3 separate regions of the Sus scrofa genome follow, and all the other regions are linked to region 2. A link is a contact called in public Hi-C and HiChIP or PLAC-seq data. All regions are on one chromosome and are shown on one strand. Each heading gives the region's core, a stretch centred on a gene start, on an enhancer-like site or on the middle of the called end of the contact. The rest is flanking DNA. Distances are from core to core; before and after follow the strand shown. Region 1 holds the start of MRAS (ras-related protein M-Ras). Region 2 holds the start of PIK3CB (phosphatidylinositol 4,5-bisphosphate 3-kinase catalytic subunit beta isoform). Region 3 holds the start of NME9 (thioredoxin domain-containing protein 6).

Region 1 (2,700 bases), core at 123-2,622, 470 kb before region 2:
CACTGCTGAGCCAAGTTGGGAATTTTGGACTTTTCTTCCTTGACAAATTTTTATCATGTTGCTATGCTGAGACTCTAGGTGTCAAAATGGGGTTCAGAGTTTTTCAAACTGTAGGTCACAGCCCATTAGTGGGGTATGAAATCAATTTAGTAGGTCTCGCTAGCATTTTCTAATGAAACAGTGTAGAGCAAGTCAGAGTACATCGTATGTAGTAATAGTAAGTATTGTTTCTTGAAATTTTTGTTTCAGCGGTGTATATGCACATGTTTTGGTTTACAATGCCAAACCTCTTTGTTCCTATAGGTTGCAGGCCAAAATGTTTAAAAGTCACTCACTGCAAGTGACCAAAGGGAGAAAAACAAATGATCAAAAACTTTTGGAGTTTCCGTTGTGGTTCAGAAGGTTAAGAACCTGACTAGTATCCATGAGGTCTTGGGATTAATCTTTGGCCTTGCTCTGTGCATTAAGGATCTGGTGTTTCTGTGAGCTGTAGTGTAGGTTGCAGATGCAGCTTGGATCCCACGTTGCTGTGGCTGTGGTGTAGGCTGGCAGCTGTAGCTTCGATCTGAACCCTAGTCTGGGAACTTCCATATGCCACACGTGAGGCCCCCACCCCAAAATTAATTAATTAATTAAAAAAAAAGCGGGTTGGAGAAGTTTGGCCATGAATGGGAAATTGATTGAAAACTGCTCTTCTGGCTGCAGAGAGCAAGAGGGAACCAATGTGAAGGATAGACCACAAGCATCACAGAAAAAAATCTTGGGTGTGGCGGGTGCAGGGAGAACTGAAGATGAGAAATGGCTGAACCTGGAGTTCCCATAATGGCCCAGTGGAAACGAATCTGACTGGGAACCACGAGGTTGCGGGTTCGATCCCTGGCCTCGCTCAGTGGGTTAAGGATCCGGCGTTGCTGTGAGCTGTGGTGTAGGTCACAGATGCTGCTCGGATCTGGCATTGCTGTGGCTCTGGTGTAGGCTGGCAGCAACAGCTCCGATTGGACTCCTAACCTGGGAACCTCCATATGCTGTGGGTGCAGCCCTAAAAAGACAAAAAAAAAAAAAAAAAAAAAAAAAGAAAAGAAAAGAAAAAAGAAATGTCTGAACCTGATTGGTAAAGACATGACAACCCTGAGAGAAGACTACATAGTTCTTGGCACCAGATCAGGGCAGCCTGGGGGAAGAAAGGCCTTGTACTTGGCACAGAAGAAAGGTCAGCTGAGGGAAGAATGGGCCTGGGGGTGGGGTGAGCCTCTTCTGCTAACCCCTGGTTGGTGCTCCACAGTCTGCAAAAGAGTGATTCCAGCCACAGGCCCGAATGGGACTGAGACGAGCGCTTGTGTTTTCTTCACCTTCTCCCGCTTTCCCAACACCAAACACACACACAACTGACCTGCTGCTGAGGCCACAAGACAGAAGGAAAGAGTGGAGGCCCTGGGGTCAGAAGGCCCTGAATCTTGGTCCACTGGCTGGGTGGGGTGGGCCTGTGTTCTCCTGATGTCTAAAGGTAAGACCTTGAACCCTCAGGGACCACAATGAGGTAGGGAGTTCTGGAGGAAAGTTTTACTGCAATGCCCTGGCGTGGCTGTGGCTGTGGCAGAGACCAGCATTTGTAGCTCGGATTCGACCCCTAGAATGGGAACTTTCATATGTTGCAGGTGCGGCCCTAAAAATGATTTGAAAAAGAAAAAGAAAAAGAGGGAGTTCCTGTCGTGGCTCAGTGGTTAACGAATCTGACTAGGAACCATGAGGTTGCAGGTTCCATCCCTGGCCTTGCTCAGTGTGTTAAGGATCCAGCGTTGCCTTGAGCTGTGGTGTAGGTTGCAGAGGTGGCTCGTGTTGCTGTGGCTCTGGCGTAGGCTGGTGGCTATAGCTCCGATTCGACCCCTAGCCTGGGAACCTCCATATGCTGAGGGAGCGGGCCTAGAAAGTGCAAAAAGACAAAAAGAAAAAAAGAAAAAAAGAAAAAGAAAAGAAACTGGCATCAGATTGGGAGTCCCAAGCATGGCATGAAGGACTCAGGGCAGCAAGGTTCCCCCAGGCCTGGGGTGGTGGGTGAAGCTCTCAAAATGAATGGCTTCCCTGGATGTGCAAACCTGGTTCCAAGTCACCTCCGCGATGATGTCCTACTAAAAGAAGGTCCTCAAAAATGACGTCGAACTACAATGAGATACCGCTCCCCGTTACTCTCCAATAGCATGGCTATAATAAAAAAGACATGATACCAAGTGTTAGCAAGGATGTGGAGGCATGGAACGCTTATACATGGTTGGTCAGAATAAAAAATTGTGCAGTCGCTTTGGAAAACAGTGTGGGGGCTCCTCAAAATGTTATGCGTAGTTAGCATATAACCCACAATTCTATTCTGAGGTATATACCCAACAGAAATGAAAGTGTTCATACAAAGACTTGCCCACAAAGTTCATAGCAGCTGTATTCATAATAGCCCCCAAATGCAATCAACCTAACTGTTCTTCAGCTGATGAAAGATGACATGTGGGGTACCCACACAATGGAATTCTATTCAGTCACAAAAAGGCATGAAGTATTGCTACATGCCGCAACGTGGATGAACCTTGAAAATATCTTGCCAAGTGAAGGAAGCTGGGTTACAAAAGACCACATGTATGATTCCACTTACATGAAATGTCCTGAGTAGGCAAATCCATGGAGACAGAACGTAGATTAGCAGTTTCCAGGGGC
Region 2 (2,700 bases), core at 129-2,628:
TTCACCAGACAGTAATACTGCCCACAATCATGTTTACAAAAGCACTTGTCACTCCCTTCAGATGTAGCAATGCAGAAAAAGGAGTCTGTTTCCATATTCTGTTTATACTCTGTAACAAGTGACAGAGCTTAAGTGTCACTTAAGATTATTTAAACAAAGTACTTCAAGTTGAATGTGACCCACCATCTTTCATCGAAGCGAATCCTAAAATCGTTGGGTTTTATTTCAACAGTAATTTCCACTCAGTACCTGAGACAGGTATTCCAAGGCAGCCTTAGCAAGAAAAGAGACTCCAGGATGAGACTGTAGGATTCTGTTTTAGCTCTAAGATAACAGGCTCCAATTAAAGTAACTTCAGTGGAGGTTACTGCAACATCAAGGCACGTCGGAAATAAATGTGCCCCCAAAGGTACACCCGCACCCGCAGCCAGGAATCAGCAATAGCCAACCAAGGAAGATGCTGCAGCAGAGTTTCTCCTAACAGCCTACCACTGACCAAGCACTTGCTGTTTGGTCATGCACATCATCCTGTCCTAGCTTCACAACAACCCTGTGAAGTACGCATAATTATTCCCATATACAAACCCGGATACTTTAGTCCAAGGCCCCAGGGCTGGTCAGTGGCGGCGCTGGGATTTGAAAATACGACTATACCCCCAGCATTCCAGGATGCCCGCCCCTAAAATACACTCAACGCAAAAAGGCACCTGAGGGTCGGGAGCTCGCGGGTGTCCGCACGGACGCAGGGGGCGAGGACGCCGCCTCTCCCCGAGAAGTCCCTCAGAAACCGGACCCAAAGTGCCGGCAGCCCGGGACACCCGGCCGCGTCTATGCCGCCCGGAGGCCGGGAAGCGCCGCACCTCGGAGAACCCCGGGAGGGCCGCAGGCGAGCGAGGCGCCCCAGCGGGCTGGAGGGCCGGTGTCCTCCGCGCGGACAGGAAGCGCGGCGCTGGCACCAGAGTCACGGGCGCCGCAGGCTGCGGCGGGCAAGAGCGCGCCGCCGGGCCGCGCGGGGGCACCTCGGCGGCCCGCCTCGACCGCGCCGCCCCTCAGCCCCGCCGCATCCGGGTCCCGCGTCGTCGCACTCACCTGCCCGGGGCTCCGCCGCCGCCGCCGGTTCCCGGCTCCGGGTGCGCGGTCAGCAGCCCAGGCCACCGCGACCGTCCAGCTGCAGCACCCCCATCCCCGTCTCAGTCCCCGCCCGCCTGACTCGCGCAGCGCTACACTAGCCCGCCGCCCACTGCCATGGCCCGCTCCGCCGCCTTCGCCGCCGCTGAACCACCGATTCACGGAGCACGCGCGCGCCGCCGCCGTGCTGCGCCCGCGCCCGCGCGCCCGCGCCCGCCTCCCAGGCCCGCCTCCCAGGCCCGCCTACCGGCAGCCCCCGCCCCGCCCCGCGCGCCGCTCTGGCCAATCCCCGATCTGCGGGCCGGGCTGGGCCGGGCTAGGTCGTGCCGGGCCGGGCCAGTAGAGCGGGTAGATGGGCGGAACCGCCGCTCAGCCCTCTCCAGCTACCTCCCAGCATCGGCGCTGCTGTGCAGCAGTTCCGCTCCTGCTTGCGGCTCCCGGAGGACTCGGGATCGGGAATCCCCAGCAAGTTGCCTTTAAAGAGAGAGCTACCACCTGCCCTGGGCCTTCGTAGCCGCCTCCGAGAGACCCTTCTCTTCCTAGATTTCCTTGCTGGCCTTCTCTTCCCAGTCACTTTCCCCAGTTCTGCGACTGGACCGTTCTTTCGGTTCTTGGGCACTGTACTTTGCTTTTCCCTCCTCCTTTTCGTCACTTCTGTTCTGTGGGTGGGGTCGTTAGGTGGGATGCCCCACAACTGGACCTTCAATCCCTGCACTGGTCATAAAAGCAAAAATCCAGACTTCCAAGCCCAAGATTATTTTTCTGTGTGTTCATTTTTGCGATAACAACATTTGGATGCAGTCTTACAGTTTACCCGAGCCTTGTTCGCATATCTTATCTCCTGTTATCTTTGACCTCAACCGGGGAAGTTTCACAGTCCTCTTTTGTTGGCACACTTGAATTTCATTATTGAAAACAAAAATTTTTGCTGTACAGCAGAAATTGACAGAACAATGTAAATCACATATGACAGAAAAAATAAAAACCTAAAAAAATAAAATACGGTAAAATAAGAATTTTAACTTATGGTAAAATTGTTGTAACTTACTGCTACTGTAATAGCTCAGGCAAATTAGTTTAATAGTCTGGGATGGAATCTCAAGTGCACCTAATATAAAGCAAAGGTAGCAAAAAAGTTGGTGACAAAAGAATAGTTTATATGATCAATGATCCTGCTGTAATTGGTTATTCGTAATAATTCAAATATAGAATGATACCATATTCAAAAATATGTTCCAGAAGAGTTAAAGACATAAAAATAGACAAGACAAAGACTTCAAGTAAAATTTTTAAAGAGTGGTAATATAATATTAGTGAGGGGAAACTTAAAGCAAGACAGAAAGCCCAGAATCATCAAAGAGGAAAAAAAAAATTCTACCTAAATATTTTACATGATATCACACGCTAACAAGACAAAAAAAAAAAAAAAAAAAAAAAAAGAATAAAACTGCACAAAACATATGACAGACACACTGTATCTTTAACATAAAGGAGTCTCTATAAATGGACTTTTAAAAAAGCCAAATAGCCCAGTGTTTTTTAAAAATGGGCAAAGTATACAAGCAGATAATG
Region 3 (2,700 bases), core at 192-2,691, 500 kb before region 2:
CAACAACAAAAAAGACAAAAGACAAAAAAAAAAAAGTTTTAAATTATGGTAGATTTACAGTGTTCAGTCAATTTCTGCTGTACAGAAAAGTGACCCAGTTACACATATACATACATCCTTTTTCTTACATTATCCTCCATCATGTTCTGTCACCAGTGACTGGGTATAGTTCCCTGTGCTGAAGAGCAGGAGAGTTTTATTTTAATTCATGTTTTGGTTTTATAGTTGCATAAACACTATAAGCATAAACAACTTATACCCAAGTTTATGTTTTCTTATATTTAAGTGCACAAAATATCTGTCATTACTAGAGGTCCAATATAAGTTTTTTTCTCTTTAAGACATAAAGGTGCAATATTCAAGTTCAAGAACACAGTCTGTCACATACTACCAGCAGAGTATCATTTTTATATCACTCCGCATCATTCTCTTCACCCTCACCCCGAACCAATCCTATATCAAATGCTGAAAGCAAGCTCCCCTTTGAGGCTTACCTGCAGGGCAATTTCTTTCTTCTTGCTACCCATGGCTCTGCAAAGACAGAAGCTCTGTTACTGAGGGCTCAGACCATTTGGCAGCAATCTATTGAGAAAACGCTGTGTGGATCAGCAAGCCAAAAACCTCCTTCAGACAAAGCCCCTTACCACCCTCCCCTTTAAGTTAATTATGAGTGGCAGCAAAGAAACGCAACGATGCAAAATGAACCCCCCCACCCATGGGAGAAGCGGAGCTTGCTGCCCCCAGGCAGATTTGAGGAGCCCCTTCCCCACCCTGGAGCTGGCCAAGGGGCGCGTGAGTTCAGGGGCCTGTCAGGCATCACAGCGTCCGCAGGGGAATTCTAGCGGAAAAAGGCCAATTTTTGAACCTTGTGGTGCTGTTCTAATTTATTCCTGGGGAACTAAGCCACTGCAAACAGGTACCGGTCCTCAACCTGCAGCGAGAGTTTCCAGCAGACTCTGCAGCAACCCAGCCACGGTCGTCATGGCAACAAAGCGCAGTGCTAAGGCTACCGGGTAATAAACAAGAGTACACATAAGCCACGCCCACTCTGGGCCCAATGGAAAGGCAGGAAGGAGTCCCGCCCCTTGCTGTCAGAATTGGACTGTGGGAATGCTTTCATTGACTGAAGTGTTTGTCTGTGTCTGAGACATTTGGACACACCAGGCAAAGACCTGCTGCATTCATGTACTGTACAGGGGCATTCTCGAATTCCTGCATCTCTTCTGCCCCACCAGGACTGGCATACAGCATTTCTATTGTTACTTAATACATGCTGGGCAGGGATGGCTCCAGGTTTTGAGGAATCTGAAGAGGTTCTCTTTAAGACAAAGAATACAAAATTACAAATTCCAAATTCAGTATGAAAGTAAAGTGGAGCAAATAGAAAACAGTTGCAAATGTGGTACAAATGATCAATACCAATTAAAAGACAGAAATTGCTAGGGAAATTTAAAAAAAAGACCCAAGTGTGTGTTGTCTATAAGAAATCCACTTTTTTTTTTTTTTTTTTGTCTTTTAGGGTCACACCCTTGGCATATGGAGGTTCCCAGGCTATGGGTCGAATTGGAGCTGCAGCCTCCGGCCTACACCACAGACACAGAAACGCCAGATCCGAGCCACATCTTCGACTCACACCCAGCTCAAGGCAACGCCAGATCCTTAACCCACTGAGCAAGGCCAGGGATGGAACCCACGTCCTCATGGATGCTAGTTGAGTGTGTTAAGCACTGAGCCATGACGGGAACTCCAAGAAATCCACTTTAAATATAAAACAGATTTAAAAGGTGTGTGTTTTTTTGCTTTGTTTTGTTTTGTTTTAAAGACAGAGTTAAAAGTAAAGAAGTGGAGAAAGCTATGCCATGCTAACAGTAATCAAAAGAAAGCTGGAGTAGCTATATTAACTTCAGGCAATGAGACTTTAGAACAAGGAAATTTATCAAGGATGAAGAGAGGGCATTACGTAATGTTAAAGACGTCAGTTCTCCGGGAAGACATAACAATACTTAACTGTGTATGTACTTATCAACAGAGCATCAAAATACTGAGACAAAAACTGATAGAAATGCAAAGAAAAAAAAAAAAAACAAACCCACTATTATAATTGAAGATTTCAACCCCGTATCTTTAAGAAATGAATAAATAGGGGGAGTTCCTGTCATGGCGCAGTGGTTTACGAATCTGACCAGGAACCATGAGGTTGCAGGTTCAATCCCTGGCCTTGCTCAGTGGGTTAAGGATCTGGCATTGCTTTGAGCTGTGGTTGCAGACACGGCTCGTATCCCGTGTTGCTATGGCTGTGGCGTAGGCTGGTGGCTACCACTCCGGTTAGACCCCTAGCCTGGGAACCTTCATATGCCACGGGAGCGGCCCTAGAAAAAGGCAAAAAGACAAAAAAAAAAAGAAAAGAAAAGAAAAGAAATGAGTAAATAGGGCAGGCAGATAATGAGCAAGGAAAAAGTTGAACTGAGCAATAACATCAATCAACTTGATCTAATCAACATTTATGCTGTACTTCCTCTAACAAGTACAGAATACAGATCCTTCTTAAGTTCACATGGAACATTCATCGAGAAAGGCCACATTCCAGATGGTAAAACGTATCCTAACCAATTTAAAAGAATAGAAGTCATACAGGTTATGTTCTCAGACCACAATGGAATTAAACCAGAAGTCAATAATAGCTGATGAAAGAAATCTGAA

What was found. Hi-C and Micro-C count contacts between places; a contact is called where the count stands out from the background. HiChIP or PLAC-seq counts read pairs in DNA pulled down with a chosen protein or histone mark.
Region 1: a contact with region 2 is called in an H3K27ac HiChIP or PLAC-seq map of alveolar macrophages. The contact joins the promoter of MRAS here to the promoter of PIK3CB in region 2. A contact is called at or near these places in 1 of 5 promoter capture datasets (liver), 2 of 47 Hi-C or Micro-C datasets (retroperitoneal adipose tissue and skeletal muscle) and 1 of 2 datasets of contacts at active chromatin or transcription factors (alveolar macrophages).
Region 3: a contact with region 2 is called in a Hi-C map of heart right ventricle, with 3 times the contacts expected there. The contact joins the promoter of NME9 here to the promoter of PIK3CB in region 2. A contact is called at or near these places in 1 of 5 promoter capture datasets (liver) and 3 of 47 Hi-C or Micro-C datasets (embryonic fibroblasts, heart right ventricle and psoas muscle).

Annotation. Positions count from the first base shown.
Region 1 is chr13:79,136,117-79,138,816 of Sscrofa11.1, forward strand. MRAS (ras-related protein M-Ras) reads left to right here and starts at 1,373. Exons shown (of 7, transcript XM_021069517.1): 1 at 1,373-1,504.
Region 2 is chr13:79,609,462-79,612,161 of Sscrofa11.1, forward strand. PIK3CB (phosphatidylinositol 4,5-bisphosphate 3-kinase catalytic subunit beta isoform) reads right to left here and starts at 1,379. Exons shown (of 25, transcript XM_021069526.1): 1 at 1,090-1,379.
Region 3 is chr13:79,113,518-79,116,217 of Sscrofa11.1, forward strand. It overlaps NME9 (thioredoxin domain-containing protein 6), which reads right to left and starts at 1,442. Exons shown (of 12, transcript XM_021069506.1): 1 at 866-1,442; 2 at 495-531.